2 separate regions of the Neogale vison genome follow, and region 2 is linked to region 1. The links are chromatin contacts, called in public Hi-C maps. All regions are on one chromosome and are shown on one strand. The core of a region is the stretch at or near the end of the contact, and the rest is flanking DNA. Distances in the headings are between cores, read along the strand shown.

The links. Hi-C and Micro-C count contacts between places; a contact is called where the count stands out from the background.
Region 2: a contact with region 1 is called in a Hi-C map of muscle, with 5 times the contacts expected there. The contact joins the enhancer-like site here to the promoter of TANC2 in region 1. A contact is called at or near these places in 2 of 3 Hi-C or Micro-C datasets (fibroblasts and muscle).

The regions. Positions count from the first base shown.
Region 1 is chr5:15,505,931-15,512,527 of ASM_NN_V1, forward strand. TANC2 (protein TANC2) reads right to left here and starts at 3,521. Exons shown (of 26, transcript XM_044247669.1): 1 at 3,462-3,521.
Region 2 is chr5:15,700,065-15,706,994 of ASM_NN_V1, forward strand. MARCHF10 (probable E3 ubiquitin-protein ligase MARCHF10) reads left to right here. Exons shown (of 10, transcript XM_044250370.1): 8 at 6,154-6,267. Among named protein-coding and RNA genes, the nearest start is that of MARCHF10, 66 kb to the left of the region's middle. Within about 2 kb of position 3,822, the one cell type or tissue checked has open chromatin away from gene starts, as enhancers often do. A contact at or near this core is called in fibroblasts, where this site is marked.

The sequences.
Region 1 (6,597 bases), core at 2,271-4,770:
TAGATTATCTTGAATTCCCTTATCAACAAACATACATAAAAATGAAAGAAATGTTTGATTACATGAGGTATATGATTTATAGAATGGCAGAAAGTTTGGCTTACAGAAGAAAATAATTGTTACGTATAAGAGGTGATTTGATTTATTCTTTTTTCTTTTTTCTTCTTTCTATTATGGAGTGGGGGAGGGGGAGAAGGAAAGAGAAAATCTTAAGCAGGCTCCACACCCAGCACCGGAGCCCAACACAGGGCTCAATCTCACAACCCTGAGATCATGAGCTGAACCGAAATCAAGCTGGATGCTTAACTGACTGAGCCACCCAAGTGCCCCCACTATTCTTTATACTTTACACATTTTTTATAACTATGATTTCATATGTTATATATATGAATGTGTAAGTGTGACAAAAATCTGAGCCACAGTTATTGATGGAAGCGGTAAAATATACACATTCATCCAATCCATATTTGTTACTTTTTAAAATAAATCATAAAAATATGAATAGGTAGGAAAATAGATAATTTCTCCTCAATTTTCATTGAGAAAGTTAGCAGAAAAGATTTACTGGTGCTTTTATTTTTTTATTTTTTTTAGATTTTATTTATTTATTTGATAGAAATCACAAGTAGGCAGAGAGGCAGGCGGGGGGGCGGGGAAGCAGGCTCCCCACTGAACAGAGAGCCCGATGCGAGGCTCGATCCCAGAACCCTGAGATAATGACCTGAGCTGAAGGCAGAGGCTTTAACCCACTGAGCCACCCAGGCGCCCAGATTTACTGGTGCTTTTAAAGAGAGAATGTATAGATCTCTGTGTGTGTGGTGTACTACCTCTTTAAAAGCACCAGTAAACCTTTACAGCAAACTGTGGACACACACACACACACACACACACACACACACACCCCAAGCCACCTGAAAGTAACTATCTTTAAAGTCACCCCAAAACCAACTTCCATCACTATATCTCCTTAACTACATAAAAAGAACTGATACACCTCTACTCAAAATTCCAGAGATAAATTACAAAAATAAATCCCGTAAGAGAAATGTTCTTACCAAAAATAACTCTATTTTTGGTATATTTGCAGGTTTAACATGTATGTGTCTTACTGAAACTCAACTCTTCCACTTGCCAGGTAAATCTGTTTCTTGACTGTCCTATGCAAGTTACTGAACATCTCTGTGTTTCAATTTCTCATCAGTAAGATGTAAATAGCATTACACACTTCATAGGGTATTGAAATTGATTAAAACATGTATAACGAGAATGGCACAGAATAAGAGCCATAAGAGTTATTACAACTAGTGAGTTATTACAACTAGTAATTCTACTAGTAACAGGACTCTCATCTTCCCAAAAATATTACAAACATTCTGTGCAATTTGAATTACTGACTAAAACTGGATACTATTAAAAACAGACATTAAATCTGAAGCCTGATAAACAGTAAGTTAGAAGCCCTGCAACTCTGAAAAGAATAGATTATTAATAGAACCACATAACAACCCTGTCAAGAACAATCTGAGAGCGGTTTTCCCAAGTGCAACTATCAATTTCTTCCCTTACACAAGGGGGCAGTGATAACAAGAAAAGAATGGGGCTCTGAAACACCTCTTTCTGCAGACAGTAGGGGGTGGCAGTACATATGGCTTACAGTCAGAACAAAACAGGAAGACCCAACAGAACTGCTCTTTATTCTCCTCTGCCTTCTCCTCTCTGCTTTAGCCCCAACATAGACTCAAGGTGAGGGACGTATCTATAGAAAACTAAAGCTAAAACCCATTATTAATCACCAAGTAAAATCCAGTTTTCTCTTTGAAGCAAATGATCCCTCAGTGTCTGAATGCGGATGCAGGAAGAAGCCAATCAGTATGAATTTTCATATTATCTAGCAAATTACTTACTGTTATTATAAAAACAACATTCTTCAGGCAAGTAATTCAATTTCTCTATACAATAATCACAACACAAACCACTAAATTCTCAGTCATTAACTACATCCTAATGAACGCATCCAGATTATTTCTGCTTGTTTCATACCATATAGACACTCATTGAACATACATATGTAAGTTCTATTGCATAGCTCATTGAACTATCTTTTGTTACTTCTGAAATTCCAGCTATTTTCTGACAATCCTCTCAAACCACAGATGTCCTTCTTAAATAGAAGTCACAATGTTTTGCAGCATGTGGGTAATTTCACACAAAAAGACAAACAGAGATGGAGAGAGAATACTATTTTATTCTTGTGCTCACATTCCTAAGATGATGTACCTGGGAAACGCTGTAAGAAGTGCTCCACTGACAGTATCCATGTTGCTGCTTTTTATGCTACATTTACTGTATTCAATTTTTTCCCCTATTTTGCCACCCCAACGTGAAGAACACGCAAGAATATATCACTACTGTCATTCACTGTAATTAACCACCGCAATAGCTTTTGGCTCCAACCCCTCAAAATGCCTGAAAATTTATCCCTTTTGTTCACCATATTGTTTTGTTTTCTTCATTCCAGATATTTTCACCTGTGTGAAAATGAAGACAGCAGCACATAGGGGGAAAAATCCCTTTGCCTAATGATCTTGAACTCAGAATTATGATCAAGATGTGGCGTTTTTTTGTTTATTGTGTTTCTTTTCCTGGAGAGGAGGAGAGAACAGTGTGAAAGACACCCAAAACACCAAATCTTCCTAATGTTAATGATCATTGTTTATGTTTTGTGAAACCCATTTTAAACATTCCACAACTGAAATAAAAGCCAGGATACAATTCTATCAGTACTCTCTACAAGCTGACAGCAAAACCTAGAATTATTTTAGCCTTATTTTTTCTTTCCCATCTCACAACCAGACACAATATGCTTTTTTTCTTTCACGTGGGTACCTACTATCTCTATCTCAAAAAAATAGCATATCATAGCTCCTCTAGATTTCCTGTGATAAAATATCTAGCAATGAGCCTTATTAATCTTTTCTTAGACTACATCTCCTTTCCCAGAGGGATTGTTAATATCGCTCAAACACTTCTACCATCAATTTCGATGCCACACAGGCCAACCCACCCTGCGCCTTACCTAGCACATTTCACAACTACTTTTTTATGCTGCATTCTGGGGGCACATTTTGCAACTCGTTCTGCACCGCACTGCCTGCCACGTTTAGCAATCTGCCTCGCATCTCATCCTGGGTCCCCGTCATCTAGAGACTCTCTCGGTACCAAATTCCATGACACCTTCCGTGACACCGAAGGGACCGTCCCTGGCCCCATCTGAAGCCACCCTGAGTGCCACATTTGGAGCCAACCTTCCCCACACCTTGGACACCGGAGGCACTTCGCTCGCAGCCCGTTTCGCTGCTTCCCTGCTCGCCCCCGCCCCTCTCCCTGGAGCCGAGACACTGGAGGCGAACGCCCCTGTCACTGAGGCGACCCCTCCTTCCGCCGCTCCCCGGGTCTCTTACCTGCCGCTCTCAGGGGCTCGCTGCACCTCGGGGTCAAGCCCCAGCCCCCGGGATCCCCAGTGAGGACCGCGCCGCCCACCGGCGCCGCCCGCGATTCCCAGAGCACCTCGCTGCGCTCCAACGTCCGCGGTGGGTCTGCGCCCCGGAAAGGCGCGGCGGGGCCTCGCGGCGGGCAAGCGCAGCCCGCGGCGGTCCTCTTGTCAGCGGCGACGCCGGTGCAGGCTCTCGCCCCTCAGCGCGGCGGCGGCGGCAGCTGCGGCGGGCGCCTTGCTCCGCCTCGCGCGCGGCACAGCCGGGAGGTGAGCGCGAGGGGGATGGGAACGGGGGCGGGGCCGCCCGGAGGAGGCGCGGAGGGCGGCGGCGGGAGGGCAGCGCCGGCAGCCCCGAGCCCGGCTCTCGGAGTGCTCACAGCTTCCCCCGCCCGGCGGGCGGCTCGCGTGAGGCGGCTGTGCCAGCGGGCCCCGCCGGAACAGCGCGCCCAGCAACCCGCGCCCGGCCGGCCGCTCGCTAGCGCCGCCGCCGCGCCGGGGGCGTCGCACCCTCTCAGGCCGCCCGCAGCCCCGCCCCCTCCGGGCCGGGGTGGGGAGGAGCGCGAGCGCGGAGGGAGAGCGCGTGCGTGGGGGCGCGTGCGTGGTGGAGCGCGCGCGCCCCCGCCCCCTCCACAGTTTGGGGGTGGGGAGTGGCTGGGAGAGAGAGCGAAGAGCGAACCCTTCCCTGCGCGGAGAGGTTGGGCCCTGACTCTGCCGCTCTGTGAGGTCTGGGCATTTCTCGTTTCCTCAGGGGGCTCTGACTGGTGGGGTCGAGGGGTTTGGTGCGGAAGAGGGGTGGACGCTCAGTAGCAGACAAGGCCCTAAATAGTTCGGCTCCGCCCCCGGAGGGGTGATGTCACTCTCGAGGTGCTGCTGCTGTCACGTGCGCCCACTTCTGGGCCTGTCCTCCTGCTTTAATGGGCAGAACGTTCCTCTAGATTTCCCCCCACTTCAGTCACCTTACGTACGCATCACTCCCAGAATCATCAAACCCTACATACGTCGGTTATCCTTTGCCTGATGCTCAACTGTAATATGTAAACTGCTCCAAATGCCACAGTTGGCTGTGGTGGGAATCAGAATGAGGTGCAAAACCAGCCTTGGGTGGGGAGGTGGGTGGGGAGGGAGGAGAGAGAAGGGAGACTATGTTATCTAGAATAATTGCCGAAAATTCACCAACCACAGCTTGAGAACCAGAGGTGAAGTTGTGACGCTGTTTCTGTCGCTGCCAGGTGGGACAGAAGTAATGTGGTTTTCAGAGCTAGTGGGCAAGGCACGGAAAGCCACCGCATTAAAGCCTCCTCCGAGGTCGGACTTCCCCATTACCCCCCACCTAGAGCTTCTTCCCCTTTTCCTTTCCCTTGCATCATAAAACACCAAGCCAACTGTGGAAGATATCTGGACATAAATTTTTTCGCGTTCTGTGAGATGATGCAAAGCAATCACTATTACATACTCTTCCTGGCTAATCTTAATGTTCATAAACTGAGACGACCTTTCCTGGTCATCTGTTTCCTAATGAGACGAAATGATTGGAAATAGATGCCCCCCAAACTACCTCAGTCAAGGAACGTGTGTCCGTGGTGTTCTCAAGATAATTTTGTTTGTTTGCTAACAGTTCTTTGAACCTACTTCATCCAGGAGTCTCTTTGGCTTTTTAAAAATTGGTGTTAACTTCAGAATAATAGAAGAAATGGAATACGACGCCATTTTCAACAGCTATTTTCTATAATGAATGCTTGAAAAGTTGGAGCAGCTTTGAATACTACAGCTAAAATGGCAAGGCGAAGGATTGATATATGGAATCTTTTGTTGATAACTCCAAAAACTTAGATTAATTCTAACAATAACCTATCTATGGTGATAGTCGCATGATAGTGATTATTTATGGGGGATTTGACAGTGCAGGAAGGAGCCTTCTGGGTTGCTGGAAATGTTCAATATCTTGATCTAGCTAATGACTACAAGGGTTAATACATATGCAGAAAGGTTTATTCATACACGTAAAGAGGCACTACAACATCGTCATGATTGGAGTCTGGAAACCTGGGTTTAAATCGCAGTGTCACATAGACTTACCAGCTATGTGACCTTAAGCAAGTCTGAGCCTTCTTTTCTTCATCTGTCTAATGTGAATGATGATACCTCACAGGGTAATTGTAAAAATTAAATGAAATTATCTTTGAAAAATAGTTAGCCCAGAGCCTGGTATATAGGAAGTGCTCAGGAAGCAGTTGCTATTGTTACCTTGTTCTTTTTGCACTCAGATTTGCCCTATTCAGTTTTCCTTTGGGTTTTTTATTTGTTTATTTTAAAGATTACTTTGTATCTCAACCTTTGTGAGTTTCAGTGAGGCTAATAACATTCCTTCCCACAAGAAATAACAAAAGGCAGTCAGGGGTCTAATGTGTTAGTTTTCAAACTAGTTCAGGTGGCAGTACTTAGAAATTATTGTGCTCATTGTGGAACACCATGAAATATTGATAGATTTAATTCTGCCATATGGACATGACAATTTTACCAGCACTAAATCTGGCTATATGATGTTTATGCAGATCTCTCACATATTTTTAAAAATTATTAAGAAATAATAGGTCCATGTTTTTCCTTTAAAATTTGTTTGCAACTTTTCACAAAGTAGAAAGTACCAAAAGTTTAATAAAAATTCCCAAAATGAAAGCCTTGAAGTCCATTTTTCCTGGAAATTAGAAAAACACTATAATTGTTCAGTTTTAGCAGCAAATCTCTCTTTATTGGATTTTCCCACAGTAAACTCTAATAGCTGTGACCCACAGGGTCTCTTGCTCTGATGAAGTGAGTAACTCTGACTCACTGTCCTCATCATACTCCCAAAGATCAGTCTCCATTTCTTTTGGCTGACCTCTCCCAGATACCATGCTCACACTGAGTACCCACTGAATGAACTCACTGCCTTGCTGTTTTGATCATCCAGCATGATTCTATTCAGCCCATTCTCTTCCACATAATACTGCTGTTAAGTCTTGCAATTTGCTGCCACACTCTAACTTTGTGAAGGAAACCCTCTGTCCTTGACAGAGGTAAGGGTGGGGTATAGTAGGGATGGTGAGCAACATTATAGAGAGAAG
Region 2 (6,930 bases), core at 2,572-5,071, 190 kb after region 1:
CTACTTGCTAACAGTCTGGGTTAAAGTTGAGACAGTAGGGAAGCAAGACTTCGACAAGTTCAGAAACTCTCCACGGACCTCAGCAGAAGTAACTGTTGTCTAACGCAAAGATAGGGAGGAGGTCATCTACCCTCGGCTTGTCCCCTGCTGGGGAGGCCCCTTGGCCTGGCCCTGGACTTGATGTGTCTACCTGGGCTCCTGAGGGCCAAGCCCTTCCCGACTCCCAAACCTTGGTCCCTTGTGCCATCTTAGCCAACGCTCCTGGCATATTCAAAGAAAGGGACAAAACCAGAAGAAGTCTGGAACTGACTCCAGGCCAGTCCTGGGTCTCACTTAACCTCAACTCACTTGCTAACCCACTAACTTATTCTCTTAAGCATTTTTCTCATTTAGATTGGTTGGCTGATTTTTGCTTTTCCTCAATTATAAAAATCACAAGCACGGGACGCCTGGGTGGCTCAGTTGGTTGGACGACTGCCTTCCGCTCAGGTCATGATCCTGAAGTCCCGGGATCAAGTCCCGCATTGGGTTCCCAGCTCCACGGGGAGTCTGCTTCTCTCTCTGACCTTCTCCTCGTTCATGCTCTCTCTCACTGTCTCTCTCTCAAATAAATAAATAAAATCTTTAAAAAAAAAAAATCACAAGCACACAAAGATCTACTATAATTAAAATGAACATTGAGCTGCATGTCTTTTTTTTTTCTTCTATTAAAATACTCATGCCCAGGCCAGGCCCCAGAGAGTCTGATTGAATCGATCTGGGATAGGGCCAGGTATCAATTTTTTTTTTTTAAAGATTTATTTATTTATTTGACAGACAGAAATCACAAGGAGGCAGAGAGGCAGGCAGAGAGAGAGGAGGAAGCAGGCTCCCCGCTGAGCAGAGAGCCCGATGTGGGGCTGGATCCCACGACCCTGGGATCATGACCCGAGCCAAAGGCAGAGGCTTTAACCCACTGAGCCACCCAGGCGCCCCATCAATTTTTTTTTTTTTTTAAGTGTGGCAAAATACACAACAAAGTGCCTGCTGTTGATCGGATACTATCCTGGAGATACCTCAGTGCCCAAGACCAACATAGTCACTTCCTTCTGACGGGAGGAGCAGAGTGAGGGTACCCCCCAGCGTGGGAGGAACAGAACAAGGGATGCGCGGCCACAAAGAGGTCTGACCCACTTTCAGGTCCAGAGAAGGTTTCCCTGAGGAAGAGACATTTGAGACCAAGAAGGAAAAAGAGGAGTGAAGCTTCTACCTGTGCACCCTTGAGAACCACTGCTCTAGGGCGCCTGGGTGGCTCAGTGGGTTAAGCCGCCGCCTTCAGGGTCCTGGGATCGAGTCCCGCATTGGGCTCTCTGCTCAGCGGGGAGCCTGCTTCCCTCTCTCTCTCTCTGCCTGCCTCTCCATCTACTTGTGATTTCTCTCTGTCAAATAAATAAATAAAATCTTAAAAAAAAAAAAGAACCACTGCTCTAAACCACAGCTCAACGATTGGTAGCAGGTCAGTGGCTTTGAGGGTGTGGAGGGGCTCAGACCAGAGTGTTGCCCTGGTTTGGTTCAGAGCACCTGAGCAGAGGAAGGGTGACGGCTGCCCGTGGGCCCTCACAGGGCCTCGAAGTCTGATTATCCTGTGTCGGTTGCTGTAGGCCTTGCAGGGTCAGAGCTTGTAAATAGGCCTCCTGAGATGGGATTAGGAGCTTGGACAGGCTGTGTGCAGGGTGGTCCCATGAGGCAGAAGCAGCACAGGGCCCCCAGACCTGGTGGCCCAATCCTCGGCCCAGCGGGGCTTGTGGCCTCTCAAACCCACCCGCCTCCTGCCTCAAAAATGCCTAAAAATTAAACCCCACAGGCATCCATTCCTCCTGTGAGTGCTGCCCAGGAAGGAGGAGTCCTGGGTCCTGGCTCCGTACCCGGGTATTGGAAGAGAAAGCAGGTGGAGGAACAGTCGAGAACACAGATTCTACACTTAAATGCCTTAGACACCAGACAGGTCACAAATGGTCAGAATCCCACAAGTATCATCACAACAGGGTGGTCGGAAAGGAGGCAAAACAGAAAGGATTCTCCCCAGCTGAAGAAGTGTTCGTCCGTCCTTTCCTTCCTGCCTGCCAGTCAGATCACATCCTCTGGCCAGATTCAGCTGATCAGCTACAGACTAACTGTTGATCCTTGGTTCAGAGCACTGGTTCTCAGCCATGGGAGGTCCCCAGCCTAGTACCGTCAGCATCCCTTGGGGACATGTTAGAAACACACATTCTCTGGCCCCACCATAGACCTGCTGCATCAGAATCTGAGGAAGGGGGAGAGGTGGTACCCAGCAGCTGTATTTTAAAATGCCCTTTCTGGGGCGCCTGGGTGGCTCAGTGGGTTAAAGCCTCTGCCTTCAGCTCAGGTCAGGATCCCAGGGTCCTGGGATCGAGGAGCCCCACATCGGGCTCTCTGCTCAGCGCTGCTCCCCCACCCCCGCCTGCATCTCTGCCTACTTGTGATTCTCTCTCTCTCTGTCAAATAAATAAATAAAATCTTTAAAAAAAAAAAAAAGAAAAAAAGAAAGAAAAAAAAACCCTGTTAAAATGTCCTTTCTCTAATTCTGATGCATATTCAAGTTGGCAGTCAACTATCGTCAAGAGTCATAATTGAATGGGCCACAGTCTGGCCCAAAATTATACATTTTTTGTCATTCTTTCATCTGTACCTGCATTCACTGAGCATATACTACACCGCAGGTGCTGGCCTAGGCTCCTAGGCATGAGGAACACAGGCGCACACAAAGCCCTTGGGGTCCTTGCCCTGAATCCTAGTTTTCATTCTTGCCTCTTACAGGATATTTTTGTTTTGCAAAATACCATGTCCCCTTGAATTAGCTCATTTGGCTCTAACACCCTGGGGACATAGGCAGGATAGAGGTGACTTCTCCCTTTTATAAATGGAATCACTTTGGCCATGCACAGTTAAAGCTCTGCCCAAAGTCTTGGCTCTTGCCGGCCCCAGGCTGCCCATTCTGGGGGGTCCACACCCACTGCGTGATGAAGGTGCACTTCTGTCAGCGGAGGAGGGTCTCAGCGGGCCTCTGGCTGTCATTGCTCTGAGGCACAGGCCTGGCTTTGCTCCATCTCAGCCACGGACAGATGTCCTTGGCCACACGCAGCCACCTAATCACCCTCACACCTGGGAGCATCTCTTGAACACGTTTGGAGACTTGATGGAACATTCAGCCAAGCCGTCTGCTTCTCTTGAGTGGATTATATTGAGAATTGCCATAGGTAGCAAATCTCTTGGCCAAAATGAATATTAAACAAAATGAAGGGGTGGGAGTGGGGCAAGAGAACAGAAAGGAAAACATCTGGCAGGCAGCCCGAGGGCTCCAGGGCTCTCCTCCGCCGCTTCACAAGCCCCCTCCCTTTGAAGCCTGCTCCTCGCCCCACCCGTCGACACAGCACGGGGGTGTCCATGCCCCATGGGACCAGGTCAGGAGGAAAGGTCGGGAGCAGCTCCAAAGAATAATGCTCCAAAAGCTAGCTCATTCTGCCCTTGCCAAACGAATGCCCTGGAACTCTCTCTGAGAACAAGTCCCGCCCACTTGTGGCTCGGAGCAGGAGCATGTCTCCCAGCTCCCCAGCACATGCCTGCTCTGATTGGTCGGCCCAGCCCCTCCGTGGGGCATCACTAGCTCGGTGAAGGTTGCACATCATGGAGCCCGGCCAGGGAGATTTACAGCGCCGCGTGACAGGTTCCCTCCCACAGACCCGAGAAGAGACACAATCTGCTAAGAAGTGACTTTTCAAATTATCTGCAGAAAACATTAGTGGATATTTTCCCATCTGCATGCCTCCAGGCCTTATTGAGTCATAAAAAGTAAATGATTTCCCTGAATGCTTTGACAAACCTGATAGTTCCAAGCCATTTTCTAGCTGATTGATTTGCCATTATGCATCAGAGGGTCTCTGAGCAGAAAGGCTTCCTGGCGAAGAGAGTGCCGGAGAGAAAACCAGTGGAGAGGCCTCCGCCAGCGCCAGCGAGGAAAGCAAACGGGGCAAGGCTTGGTGTGACGGGTGGGTGAGGAAGGCTTCCCAAGGGCAGTAGCTTCTAAGGCTGCGAAGGAGGCACAGACTCAGGGGGAAGGTGGGAGGAGGCGAGGAGAAAAAAGTGAAAACAAGCATCTTCCTCTCTGCCTGCTCTAGGCCAAGGTCAGAAGAGCACAGAAAACGTGACCAAAGTCTAAAAATAGGAGGCTAACTGCTAAGGACAATTGACTAGTGCCTTTCAAGGCAGGAGAGCAGAGGGGCCTTGAGCCATGACCTTGAGGCCAGTGGGCAAGATCCAGACTTGGACAGGACTCAGAAGGAAGAATGCATCGATCCTTGCTCGATTTGGGCACCTTTTCTGGTGGCCAATTCATCCTGGAAGAGGCGTGTCCTGGGCCAGCTTCCTGAGCTGTCCTGGATGGAACCCGGACAAGGAAATGGGCCCAGAAGGAAGGGAAAGGCACTGAGGTGGTCCCTGTGTCAGGTCTGAGCTTCGGTTACCCCAGGAAAAAGGTCACACTTCTGACCTCTCCCCAGGGTGAGGCAGAGGACCATGTCCCCTGATGAGGCTGTTAGTCTCCCAAGAACTTCGGGAGCCCCTGCTGGCCTATCCCCACCCCCCGATCCATGGGGACTTGACAGGAGGCCATGTGGGGGGTAAAGAGGGAGGAGTCATTACTAATGGCCCCTCATTTATTGAAGGTCTAGGAAGGGTCCCCAGGGTGACTGCTGCCAAGGAACTAAGGACCAAGGAGCTCTCATCAGCCAGATCCTCCCTGGTACCTCCCTATGTTCCAAGCACCAGCAAGAAAAATAAAACACAACCCACCCACCGAGAAAAAGTGAAAACACGAACCAGGGCAAGACGCAGTGTACAAAAGAAAAGAGTTAGGAAGCAGGGAAGGAAGGGATGAGTGGAACAAAGGAGATTCATCGGGAAGGCTTCTACAGGTTGGTGACATTGTGGCAGCTGGAAAAGCTATGGACACAGCCTGGGAATGGTGGGAGGGAGACGTTCAGAAAAGAAGCACAAAACAAGCCAGATGACCACACGAGGAAGGGATGAGCCAAGGCCCTGCGGTTCCCAGGCCATGTGGGAGTGCCGGGCACACACTCACTGTCGGGGAGTTAAATAATAGACCAGCCGGGGCAGGGGCTGTACGTGAGACCATCCTTAAGCCCAGTTATAGAGAGAGAAACATACAGACCCAAGGCCTGGGGCCTTTTCTCCAGACAAACGAGGGATCTAGGAAGATGAACCTAGGTTTGCAGGTCTCATGTGCTTTTGTGTCCCCAGTTCTCCCACAGAAACTTTTGCCTTCCTAAAACACTCATCCCATCGTGTTTAGTCCTCTGCTCAGAGCCCAGGAGCTACACACACACACACACACACACACACACAGCATGACACCCAAACTCCCCGTTCTGCCTGATGGGATCCCCCCATCCCATCTCTGCAGTTGATGCCAAAAAAATGTTTCCAATCCAGAACAAACACCTTCCTCATATACTCCAGCCACACTCAAGAGTAGGGAATGTTACCCAACACATGCTCTGCTCTCCCAGCCCCCAGGCTTTTGCTGGCATTCAGTGCCTCTGTCTGGAAGGCCCTCATCAACCCTCAGAGCCAACCAAAGGCCCTCCCACCCTGTCAGGACCATCCAAGAGGCCTTCCCCAAGTCCTAGTACACACACATTGTAGCTGAGCCGTCCAGCTGGTACTGGAACTATTTCTGAACAAGGTTCTCCCATGGAGACCTTTCGCCCCACGTTCCCCACAACACCCAGCTCAAGTCTTTGGCATGTAATGCCCCTGGGATTAATTAATTAATTAATTAATGTGCATGGGATTGAGCCTGGAGTGTGGAGCTCTCCAAGGGCATCCTCCACGCAGTAGCAGAGAATTCCAGAACGACAGCCCAGCCTCCATGCTGAACCCCCCCTCTGGCTCCGTTCTCTGATCCCCAAGGACAGGCCTTGCCCTGCTGCCTTGTTCCCTCCCTCCACCCCGTGATTTCTTTTTATTTTTTTGTTGTCGGTTCTTTTCTCTATTTTTTTTTTTCCTCCCTCCGCCCCATGATTTAGATCATGAATATTTTATAGATGAACTTAAAAGTCTCTTTTCCATATTTAGGCACAAAATGAGCTGATGAATTCAGGCTTGTATCTGGTGCTGCTGCTTCACCTCTATGAGCAGAGGTTTGCAGAACTCATGAGGCTCAACTACAGCCGAGTTTCGAGAGGAAGGGTGAGTCGGTCTCTGAGCGGGCCCATCCGGCCGCACTTCCCCAAACCTTGCAGGGTTGGCGATCACATGTGCCATCTGTTGAGGTCTTCGTGGTCACTTGGGTAGGCTATGGCACTGTCATCGCCAGGAAAAAGATATAGCTTATATACTGTGGAAATGCATGCACAGTGGCTTTTAGGCTGAAAACTAACCGATCGTTGCATAATTGCCTACTATTAAACGTGAGTAATAATTAAATGGTCATTAATGCTCATAGAAGCAAGTGAGTCTCTAGGGATATTTGCCCCCCAAAATAGAGGTCAGCAAGGCTGCCAGGACTGAGCATGCATTAGGTCTGGGCATGCCCCTGCCCAAGCATGTAGGGGTCTGTGCAAACCAGTGGACCCTTGCCCACGGAGAACTGTTTCTTTTGCTTTGGTTCCCGGCATGTCTTACTCCAGCATCTGTGTGTGTGTGAATGCCAAGACATAAAGGTGCTGATGGTGTGCCATTTGTTGTTAGAGAAGTGACAGTGTATTTACCAGGGATCGTCATCTGTGGCTGCCCTTCCTTTAACACAAGAACCAGGAGTCTTCCAGAAGGCCATGTAGTTTGGGGAGAGGAGCCCGGCTCTAAGACTGACCGGAGTCTGGCCTCGGCAAAGTCCCCCAAAATGTCCATTTG